Linked DNA regions of Mus musculus: all the other regions are linked to region 1. A link is a contact called in public HiChIP or PLAC-seq data. All regions are on one chromosome and are shown on one strand. Each heading gives the region's core, a stretch centred on a gene start, on an enhancer-like site or on the middle of the called end of the contact. The rest is flanking DNA. Distances are from core to core; before and after follow the strand shown.

Region 1 (3,471 bases), core at 599-3,098:
ACCTCCTAGGACACACACACATGGGCACATACCGTCTCCACACAGAAACACACTACACGCAGGGCGTGGTGGCTGGCACACACCTTTAATCCCAGCACTTGGGAGGCAGAGGCAGGCGGATTTCTGAGTTCGAGGCCAGCCTGATCTACAAAATGAGTTCCAGGACAGCCAGGGCTACAGAGAAACCCTGTCTCGAAAAGCCAAAAAAAGAAACACACTACACACACACACACACACACACACACGATTATGAGCAGATCTTTAGGAACACCACGTTTCTATTTCTTTGTAAGTTTTTATGTAATACAGAATATTTTAAAAATAAAATTAATAAATATTTTTAAAGGGTAGAGGGAAGAGAGAAAGTCACTCACATAATAGCCCATTATATGTTGTCTAATTACAGCACAGACCAAAACCTCAGGTTCTCTCTTGTCCCTGTGTTATTAATAAGCGTGGAATCATTAATGGACTGCTTGTCTCTGTGTGAAGCCTTTTACGGACGGAGTTTATTAGGCAGTCGGGGAGTGGCAATGCTTGGCAACGGAAGCAAGTGCAGCCTGTTGACTTACACAGTAGTGTAGTATTAACCGGAAGCAGGGCCTTTAACATGGTCCAGTGGGTGAAGGGGCTTCTAATTCCAGCACTTGGGAGTCTGAGGTAGAAGGATCCTGTATTCCAGGCCAGCCTGGGAGTAAAGCAGTCTTCGGCTTTAAAAACCAAAGACCCTAGTGGAGCTTCCTGGCTCACTCGTTAAATTTCAGCCCTTGCGAGACTGAGAGATGATAGAAAGGGATTGGTGAAGGCGAGTGGAAATGAAGGGTAGACAGACATCTCCTGAAACAGAACTGATCTTTAATCAGAACTGAAGGGCTGCAGTCTCTCAGGGAAGTGAGACTATGCCCAAGTGGCACGTGTTGGGGAGTAAGGGGTTGGGTTTTGTAGGACTGAAAGGGGGGGGGGGAGGCGGAGGGAGGGAGCTTTGGGGTTGGAAGATTCCATTTGCAGGTCAGTTCCCCTGCAGTCAGGAAGTGGGAGAGGCTAGCGGGTCTGGTATGTGGATCTCCTTATCAGAAGCTTCAGCAGTCAACAGTCAACTCTGGGCTTCTCAGTCCATCTGAGGTTTTTAAGTGATTACTTCAATCCATGCTTGGGACCAGCCTGAGCTAAAGTAAGACCCTATTACACATGGGTCGGTGTGCTGCCAAGCCCCAGAAGCTGAGTTCGACTTCTGGGGTGCATAAGGTAAAAGGAGCCCCACCCTCACTCCGCTCCACACAAAATAATGACCATGTAAAGAAAACTAAAATATACTTTAGTAGTACCTGTGTGATGTTGTATCTATGTAATAGGAGCGTGTATGGTGAGCATACCGTGTGTGTGCTTTGAGGAATACTATGCACGAACGTGTATAATCTAAGAGGGAATTTATGGACTATGCTAGCTAGCAACGTACCATGAGCAGGGATGGTGCTTAATATTTAGTCTTAATATAAGAGCACAAGAAAGAGGAAAGGCAGATGTGCGTTTCTTAGATATTTTGGCCGGTGGATCCATACATTTCCAGACTCACTTTGGCTTCCGGGCTGAACCTCGTCACTAGGTTTCTTTCCTCCAATGGCAAGAAGGACCGACACCCAAGCTCCTACCCACACGGACAGAGCCGGTTAGTCCGAAATGGCGGGAAGGGGCGGAGCACACATGGAGGGCGGGGCTAGAAAATTTCCCGAGGGCTCGGCCGCCCTGCTGCGCACGCGCACCTGCGCGCCCCCGCCGCCATGGCGCTGGCGCTGTCCAGTCAGCCGCGGGTGGTGGCGGCGACTTCCCCTCAGGAAGTCAGGTCTCCGCCTCCTCCCCCCCTCCCACCCCGCCTGCTCTGCGGCGGAGGCGGCGGCGGCGGCAGCGGTGTCTCTGCCTCTCCGCCACCTCCACCGCAGCCTCTGACCCCCGGCCGGCGTTGTTGGCGGGGAGGGGGACAGTAGTTGTAGACGCCCGCCCCTGCCTCAGAGAAGGTGAGTTCCCGCCCGGCGGCGGGGGCGGCCCGAGCTCCAGCCCTCAACTCCCGCGGCCTGGTGAAGGCCGAGCGCCCCGGCCCCGCCCCGCCGCGCCTTCGAAATGGCCGACGAGAGCCGGGCGCGGCCCCCCTCGGAGCGCCTGACTCTCTCCTCAGAACCCCTCAGCATCCGCGGCGCCATGGCCGAGGGACCTCACGGCCTGGCGAGGAAGCCGAGGTCCGAGGGGGCTAGGAGAAGAGGCGGCCGAGCCGAGGGCAGTGGGGGTTCAGTGAGGAATCCCCGTCCTCCAGCGACCCCGGGAGAGAGCAGCCTCGGTTTGGTGCAGGAGCGTGGACAGGAGACTTCCCAGCAGGCCACTTAGCGACAGGCATGAGTGGGGAATTAGGGAGCTCTGGACAGGAGGGTGGGAGCTTCCAGGTTTCCTCAAGGAAGAGGAGAGGTGAGGTGGAGGGGACGGATCACCCCGAAGCTTTTCTAGGCTTCTGGATTGCCAGGAAGACGAGTTAGAAAAAAATGTCCAGACGTCTCTTGACCGTAGTAACCCGAGTTTTAGCATTTTTTGACCAGTGTGAGAGTGGCGAGAAGCAAGATTTTATTCCAACCCTACTGACTAGGAGCAGAACTGAGCTGTGTTCTGGAGTGCTCCGAGTGACTTTGGCCTTTAAAAAAAAGTGTAAGGAGAGAAGGCCTGAAGTAGACAGGAGAGGTGAAAACTCCCCAAGGGTTAGGCATTGCTTCTGCCGGCTGAGAACTAGGAAGTTAGGCGCCTCCTTCATCCCAGTTACATTTCAAAGAATTGCTTCTATAGACTCTGAAAGACCGCTGAGCTGTGGGAAATAAGCTTAAAATGAGGGGATAGTTAGAGTCTTTGTTGGGCGTGGTGCTGAGCGCCTTAAATCCCTAGCAGTGGAGGGGCAGAGGCCATCCTGGTCTACATGAGAATTCCTAGCCAGCACGAGCTATAGAGTGAAACACTACCTCAGGAAAAAAAACAAAAATGGCCTGGGACCGGGCAGAATTTGTTAGCTTTTTAAGAGTGAGCTCTACTGTGGGTAGAACTCCTTAGACCCCAGCATCACAAACACGGAGGCGTGTCATCTGTTGAGGGCTAAAATAAACAGTAAACCTGACAGCCAGAGCTTTTCCTTAAAGTGTGGCAGGGGTGTCCCAGGCACTTGACACTGGGCACCGTGTTAAATTGTGATTTAAGTCGCTTTTTATGGATGGAGGTTTGGAGAGTTTTGACATTCTCACCAACACATTTACCAAAACACAAAAGCTGTAGACTACCCCAGTAGATGTGTGTGTGTGTGTGTTATAGGTACTACACACCTGAGACAGCCTGCACCTGTGAGATAAATCTTTAAAGCAGTTTTGGAAATAATTTTATATCGTGGCATTTGATTCCCCACTGCAGAAGAGTTCAGTAAAACACCAAGAAACAGAAAAACTATTT
Region 2 (3,471 bases), core at 446-2,945, 51 kb after region 1:
GCGGAAGATGGGGAGCGATCATACCATCCATTCCTCGGCAGACATACTGTGACCTCTCTTGGACCACTTTGTGATCTGTGCGTTTTACGTTGATTTTGAGAGCTACTACTGTGTGGTTTTCCTAGGACTACCTATGCTGTGTACATCTGGCCCTTAGCAGATTCTCCTGGGAACAGATAAGAGGTATGGTGGAGACCAGCCGGACTACAAGGGCAGCGCTTAGGACATGACCGTTTCCTTCTTTGTCTCCAGAATCTCTGGACTCAAAAGCCTCAGCTTTTGCCCCTGTCACCAGGAACTGGAGGGAGTCGGATGGAAAGAATAAGGATTTGGACACTGAGGGGCCTGTGTCTCGACCCCACTGCCAGCTTTAGCCACCACTGGTTACCCCATTCACTCTTCTGAAACTCAAGCGCACAATGTGCTTGGCTGCAGGGCCGGCCTAGATGACACTCCGGCCTAGATGACACTCGCAATCTTTTTTTTTTTTTCTTTTTGAGGCAGGGCTTCTCTGTGTAGCCCTGGCTGTCCTGGAACTCACTCTGTAGATCAAGCTGGCCTCGAACTCAGAAATCCACTGGGATGGATTTTTGATAGGATCTCTCTATGAAGCCCTGTTGCCTTGAACTCACTGTGTATACCAGGCTGGCCCCAAACTTGTTTTAGCCCACTTGTCTCCCTTCCAAGTCCTGCGGTTACCTGATGCACGCTTAGCTCTTCTTCTGTGGTGGATGTCCCCCACAGCCCTTCCCAGCCTCCCTCTCGCCAGCAGACAGATCACCAAGGATCCAGTTTCCCTGGACAGCAGCTCTCTCAACTCACCTCTGCCAGCCTCCACAGGCCTCCCCGTTCTTCATGGGTTCTTGATGGGGCTTTGATCTCAAAACTGATGAAGAAGCCTCAGGGCATACAGCACTGTAAGGCAGGGCAGGGGAGGGGAGACATACAGACACCCCAGTCCGTAGGGCTCTAGGTCCAGGTTTGGCTTTGCCTCACTTTCAGGCAAGGTCTGAGCCCCTCTGTGGCACCCCAGCTTGCCTCTCTCCCTCCTTTCTCTCTGTGTTGGCTAACTTCCCTTCCTCCCTTACAAGGGATCTCCATCACTCCAGGGCCAGCTGGACTCTGAACTGGGAGGTCTTCATAACTGTTTTCCTTGCTGAGACACACACACACACACACACACACACACACACACACACACACACGTAAAGCCTCTGTCTCCTGCCACCACGTGTTCCCTACCACAATGGACTGTGTCCTCAAACCAAGATGAACCCCTCCTCCAGCTGCTCAGAAAGAACGAATGTAAAGACGTGTCTGAATTAGGGCCAAGCTTCACAAAACCATGAGGCCTGGCGCATGCTGGCCTCTGTGACTCAGTTGTCCCAAGGTATCAGGGTTCTGTCCCGAGCTCCCCCCTGGGGCAAGAGGCATCACACAGGTGCAACCCCTTGGCATGACTGAGTCTGAGATCTATCACTTCCTCTCACCAGAAAACAAGAGTCCTGGTGGGCTCTTTGAAAAGTCAAGGCTTTGATGCTGTATAGGATGAAGATGAAGGCACTCCATACACACACACACACACACACACACACACACACACACACACACACACACACACACATCACGATTCCGCCCCTGCCCTGGTGGCCCCGCCCTCTTAGCTCACTTACGTTCCTGGTGCCCCACCCGCCCAAGCTGGCTCCTAACCTACCTTTCAGTTGACAGAGCACTGAGGGGAACAGTGTCCCCAAAAGCGCCAAGATGCAGCCATGGCTCTGGCTGGTCTTCAGTATGAAGCTGGCAGGTAAGACCCAGAGTGGGGCTACCCCCAATCTGCACTAGAGCAGGGAACTTAGGCCTGGTATCTCAGCAACAGGAGGAATAGACAGGCGCTGGGCTGTGAGAACAGGGGAGGCCGGTAGGCAGAGACCCTGAACCCGGAATGGAGATTCCTTCTCACTACCCAGAGAGGTCTGAGACGCCCAGGGCAGAAGTCACCTCTGTCCTACAGCCTGAACTAAAAGGGAAGGAAGGAAAAATGGAAGAAAGAAAAGGAAAGAGAGAGATCTAAAACCGAAGGGGAAATGTTCAGGGTGCCTACCGGGATGTGCCCCGTGAAGTCCCCAGAGGCCCTACAGACGTACTCTTATTACTTCCGGGAAAGTGCTTCTAGAAAATTGGACAACTATGGCAGGATACTCATTATGACCCCCTGGCTCTCCAGTGTGCTCTGCAGCATTCCCCCCCGCCCCCGCCCCCAAGTAGCGGCACTGCAGTTGGGATGTTGGAGCTGGCACAGAGATGTGGCCTAAAGGTTGTCATTGTGGTCAACCCAGAGACTTTGCTTTTTAGAAGAAGACTTCCAATATCCACGGGTCTGGTACCTCCTAGAGCCCCCAACTACTGAGGGAAACAAGGGAGGCCAGTCCCTGCCTCTGAACAGGTTAGCTAAACTGGTCAAAATAAGAAATGAAACAAGATTCTTTCAGGCCACTAAAGCTACCTCTGATCGTTCTAGAAATACCAGGTTCCTCTGAAAATGGAGTCCTAGGCTACCAAGCAGATTAAATGAGACTGTATGTGACCTAAAGCCTGGCTGTGTGTGTCCTCTGGGCTCTTTGGAAAGGCCCCTACCATCTGGGTATTTGTGGCCCCACTTTGAGTATAGGTCTCCTCGATTGGGAGGCTCGGAGTTCATTCACCCCAGTCTAGGACCCCGGTTTGAGTGCCAGTCCACTTCACAGACTGTGGGACCTTGAGTTCAGCTTTCCCTCAAGCTCTGTTTGCTCCCGTGTAAAATGAGTCTCTCGGCATAGGATTTGGTGAGGATTAAATCAGACAACGCATGCACTGTGCCTGACACACTGTGATGATCTATATGGACATCATCACTTCATATTGACTTCTCCAAAGAGGCCAGTAACCCAAAGCAATAAAAATGGCTGCGATGGGACAGAAATGGTAGCCTGAAACTCGGGGAAGGGAGATGGAGCAGCACCTCAGCCACAGGGGAGTAGTCACTCTTTCCATGCGATCAGAGGCTCCGAGTGGTCTGAGGGTGGAATCGGGATTCGTTCATCACATCAGTTCCAGGGAAGGCCCGAGCCACAATTATAGGCAGGGATTAATGCCAAGCAGCTGCTTCTTCTGGGCTCACACCTCCTCTGGCCTCTGTTTAACCATGCCTGTCCTTGGCATTATATCTTGGCCATGATCTTCAGGGTGGCCCTCTGTTGCAAGCCAAAGAAAAAGGGCTTTCTAGATCAAATGGGTTTGTTGACACTCTCCTGGTCTTAGATGCGAAAGAAACTTGGTCTGATCCTCCTTGAGACTTCTCTTGGTGCCTAGAACATCTATCTCCTGAGACCTTTCGACTTGCCGGCAGAATTGACCTGTGTGAGTGCTCACACGGGGACCTCCAGTGTCTGCATATGATTACGATTACCTGTGTGAGCTCTTCACTGTTTA
Region 3 (3,471 bases), core at 553-3,052, 35 kb before region 1:
TTTAGCAAAAACATCCCAGCTCTGGGTGCTATTGGTGAGAAGCTGGGTCTACACACGAGCACACGGTGAATTGGCGGGTTAGTGGCAAGCGGAGTTTAAAGAGCCAGTGTACTTTGGGGCTGAAATAACTGGAAGGTTCACACACTGAGATAAAAGTGGAGAAGTAAGGGGTGAGAGGGAGGGAAGACAGCAAACAAAATAAAACATAGGCAAGTGAGAGGCAGGCAGGCGAGGAGGAAGTCGTGACTTCAACGACAGGAAAAATCGCCATTCGGTGAAGCCAAGACACTGCAGTACAGGGCATGACGCGTGACAGCAGCCAAGCAGTCAGGAAAGGCTGTCCCCAGGAAGCCAGGCACGTGAGGGAGATGGGTCAGACAAACACGGACATGTGAGAAGACTGACCCACCTCATCTGCGTGTGAAACATGGATTTCACTGCCTCATGACTGAAAGACAAAACAGACACCCACGAGGAAGTCAATACCACTGCAGCCCCAAGAGAGCACAGCATTGTGGGCTCACGCAATCAGGGCATTGACAGTCACGACCAACCTCACCCCTGCTAGCTGGGCTCCCCTGCCAGGGTGCTGCCCGGAACAGTGAGAGCGCACTGGGAACAGGGTTACAAAATGGAGTCACAGAGGGATTCACTGCTGAACAACTGACCTCCTTTCCCAGGTCCTCAGTGTCCACTTAGAGTACAACAGTGAGATTGTTGTAAGACAACGTAACTGAGAAGAGAGTGCTGAGAAAAATGTAGAGATGATTTTCCTGTCCCAGTGACTAGCATGGTGCATCAATAAGCACGGCCTTTTTGGTGACTCTCTTTGGGGGAGAGTTCTGAATTGCATATGTAGAGAGTACTTATTGTGGTTAAAATGGGGCCACTGAGCCGGGCAGTGGTAGCACACACCTTTAATCCCAGCACTTGGGAGGCAGAGGCAGGCAGATTTCTGAGTTTGAGGCCAGCCTGGTCTACAGAGTGAGTTCTAGGACAGCCAGAGCTAAAAGAGAAACCCTGTCTCGAAAAAAAAAAAAAAAAAAAAAAAAAAAAAAAAAAAAAAAAAAAAAAATGGGGCCACTGATACCATGTCCAGGCTGATTTCCAGTGTCGCAGGCAGATAGGCAGTGACTGTAATGACCTTCTCCCTTGCACAAAAGCAAACAGATCCAGGGAACACATGACCACTCACAGTTAGTAGATACAAAGAAGCTACAGCAGACACCAGAGATGCCCTGAAGCACGGGCCCTAGGTTCATTAATTATTACACAGTCAGAATAGGGGCCTGGGGTCACCAGCACTTACAGAAGGGCCATCTGGGAATTGTGCATAGCTAAGTGTGATTAACTCAGTCAACCAGGCTAAACCTGGGTAACAGATCCTCTAAAAAGATTCCATGAGGTCTAGGCCAATTGTCCCTAGAGGCTTAGACCCTGGAGTACAATGTGCTAGAAAATATTATTCTCAGAGTCCAAAATAAGCTTTCCCAATCTTTGTCATCTCTCTCAACTGCTTTAGATACTGGGGTCAGGAACAGAAAGGAAATAAGAACTCATAGCCTTGGCTATGTGGCCACTTCAACCTGGTTCTCAGCTGAGACCCAGAAACCACTGTCTCTGGCTTCAAGGAAGGTTTAGGAGAAAGCTGCTGGTGGGTGGCTCGAAGTTGGCTTTCATCTGTCATGTGCCCCACTCCCAAGATCCAAGTGTCTGCCCACGTGTCTTTGATCTGTGCCTTTCTGGGGGCAAAGGGCTGAACCCTGAGGACTGCGTCACCTGGGTTCCTTTGCTCTTTGGCCTCTGGGTGAGGTTGGCCAAGTGGAAGAGAACGGGGTTGAAGTTGTTAGCCCGTATTTCCAGCAGTGCCTAACTTCTTTGCAGGAGCAGTTGTATGGCACAGCTCAGTGGAAGGAGCCATCTTTCCGAGCACATTGTTCAGGCTTCATCCCCCCCCCCCCCCAGACCTCCCCAGCCTGAGCTGCACCATCAGGCCCCAGGCTGTTTATCGATCCTATTCCTTTTGTGCCTGGTCCTTCCCAAACCCTGCCCACATGCCTGTAAATTGTCTTTTTACTAAATTCTGTCTGACTCTACTCCTTTGAATGTGCTTTCTACTTTCTTATAGACCCTTAGCTAGCACAGGCTACTGCCAGAGCACTTTTTTTTGGCTCTAGGCAAATAATCCCAGAGGTCAAGTTTTAGAGCAGTAGTTAATGATTTATCCAATACACGGAGGCAGACCTAGAGATTCAGAAACGGACAAGGTAAAATTCTTCTGCATCCACCTCAGTTCCTGCCTCTCCTCGGTCTGGAGTGAGACTCTGAGTTGCCGAACATTGGCAGTGCATGGCAGTCCACGTTTACAAGTTTGACTTTGGTTGAAATCAAGTAGAAGATTGCCCAATCCCCGTTGCACTCACTTGCCATTGTTGAATATGACAGTGCAGTTTGGCCAGCAATCATGGTTCACCAGGCCCAGGTTGGGGAAGATGCCCACACCTACTGCCTGTAGCCCTCTCTGGTCACTGAGAGTGAAACCGTTGCAGTTGATCTACCCAGAGGACAAGAGAAAAGATTCAGTCAACAGGCACAGATCGGTACAGATTATCACCCTAGATGTTGAAGAAGTTTGAAAACTAGAGGGCCTCATGAGTCTGGGAAAGGGACAGGTAGGGAGGTGGGGCAGGGTGTTAACAAAGATAGGAGGGGACAATAGGGGTGGAGAGATTATCCGAATATAGTATATGCATGTGTAATTACAAATAGCAAAAATGATCAATCTTTTAAAAGGGAGATTTTCATCCTGAAGACTTGTTTTTCACACATTTCACACGAGATGTGTGCCATGGAAGGAGTCCCATGTTTAACAAAACCACTTTGAAGCTCTCAGTAGTTCCAGCCTAATAAGGACCAAAGACAGGAATGCTGGCTGCTAATGCCATCTGTGTCTCAGCGGTTGTTTTAAGTATCCATCTTGGTTTATCTTTCCATATTCTGGTGTGGTGTGTGTGTGTGTGTGTGTGTGTGTGTGTGTGTGTGTGTGTAAATCAAATAAGAGCAAATACTCTTGATCTAGGAGAGGTGGCACTCACTTGCGTCCCAGTACTTGGGAAGTAGATATAGTAGATTTGGGAATTCAAAGCCAAGTAAGTAGAAAAATGAAGAGAGAAAATATGGTAGGATAAACCAGCATCATTTTAAGTTTCTGTCCTTTCCAGACTTTAAGCCTTCTCTCCTGAGTCTGTTCCAACTGCTTCTGGAAGCTTCCTAGCTGGACAATACCCAGAGTCACCATGGCCTCTCTATTATGAGAAATCTTATTGGAAGGTTCTGGTTTATTTTACTGGGCTCATTTAGGAACCTGACTCTGAGTTCAGAACCAGAAGGGCGGTATGCATTCCTGTTACACCTGGGAAGCAAGAGGACACTCTTCATGCTTCCGGCTGCCTGGGCTAGAGGCCATTGTCA

The links. HiChIP or PLAC-seq counts read pairs in DNA pulled down with a chosen protein or histone mark.
Region 2: a contact with region 1 is called in an H3K27ac HiChIP or PLAC-seq map of embryonic stem cells, with 13 read pairs. The contact joins the promoter of Cd8b1 here to the promoter of Krcc1 in region 1. A contact is called at or near these places in 1 of 15 datasets of contacts at CTCF or cohesin (CD8 T cells), 3 of 484 Hi-C or Micro-C datasets (CD8 T cells, bone marrow-derived macrophages and effector CD8 T cells), 5 of 115 datasets of contacts at active chromatin or transcription factors (CD8 T cells, the SCID.adh cell line, embryonic stem cells and 1 more) and 3 of 9 other capture datasets (adipose tissue, liver and pancreatic islet).
Region 3: a contact with region 1 is called in an H3K27ac HiChIP or PLAC-seq map of embryonic stem cells, with 16 read pairs. The contact joins the enhancer-like site here to the promoter of Krcc1 in region 1. A contact is called at or near these places in 3 of 39 promoter capture datasets (liver and macrophages), 3 of 15 datasets of contacts at CTCF or cohesin (CD8 T cells, the G1E-ER4 cell line and the NIH/3T3 cell line), 13 of 484 Hi-C or Micro-C datasets (the G1E-ER4 cell line, the HL-1 cell line, brown adipocytes and 5 more), 16 of 115 datasets of contacts at active chromatin or transcription factors (CD8 T cells, the HPC-7 cell line, the SCID.adh cell line and 7 more) and 2 of 9 other capture datasets (adipose tissue and pancreatic islet).

The regions. Positions count from the first base shown.
Region 1 is chr6:71,269,829-71,273,299 of GRCm38.p6, forward strand. Krcc1 (lysine-rich coiled-coil 1) reads left to right here and starts at 1,849. Exons shown (of 3, transcript NM_001354706.1): 1 at 1,849-2,012. Mir8112 (microRNA 8112) reads left to right here and starts at 1,843; the gene lies at 1,843-1,973.
Region 2 is chr6:71,321,093-71,324,563 of GRCm38.p6, forward strand. Cd8b1 (CD8 antigen, beta chain 1) reads left to right here and starts at 1,696. Exons shown (of 6, transcript NM_009858.3): 1 at 1,696-1,807. The coding sequence starts at 1,765. Gm38828 (a long non-coding RNA gene) reads right to left here and starts at 1,565. Exons shown (of 3, transcript XR_869170.3): 1 at 1,243-1,565; 2 at 823-915.
Region 3 is chr6:71,234,934-71,238,404 of GRCm38.p6, forward strand. Smyd1 (SET and MYND domain containing 1) reads right to left here. Exons shown (of 10, transcript NM_001160127.1): 4 at 2,424-2,554; 5 at 410-448. Among named protein-coding and RNA genes, the nearest start is that of Smyd1, 26 kb to the right of the region's middle. Within about 2 kb of position 1,803, at least 23 of the 459 cell types and tissues checked have an H3K27ac peak or open chromatin away from gene starts, as enhancers often do. A contact at or near this core is called in the HL-1 cell line, bone marrow-derived macrophages, embryonic stem cells and 5 more, where this site is marked.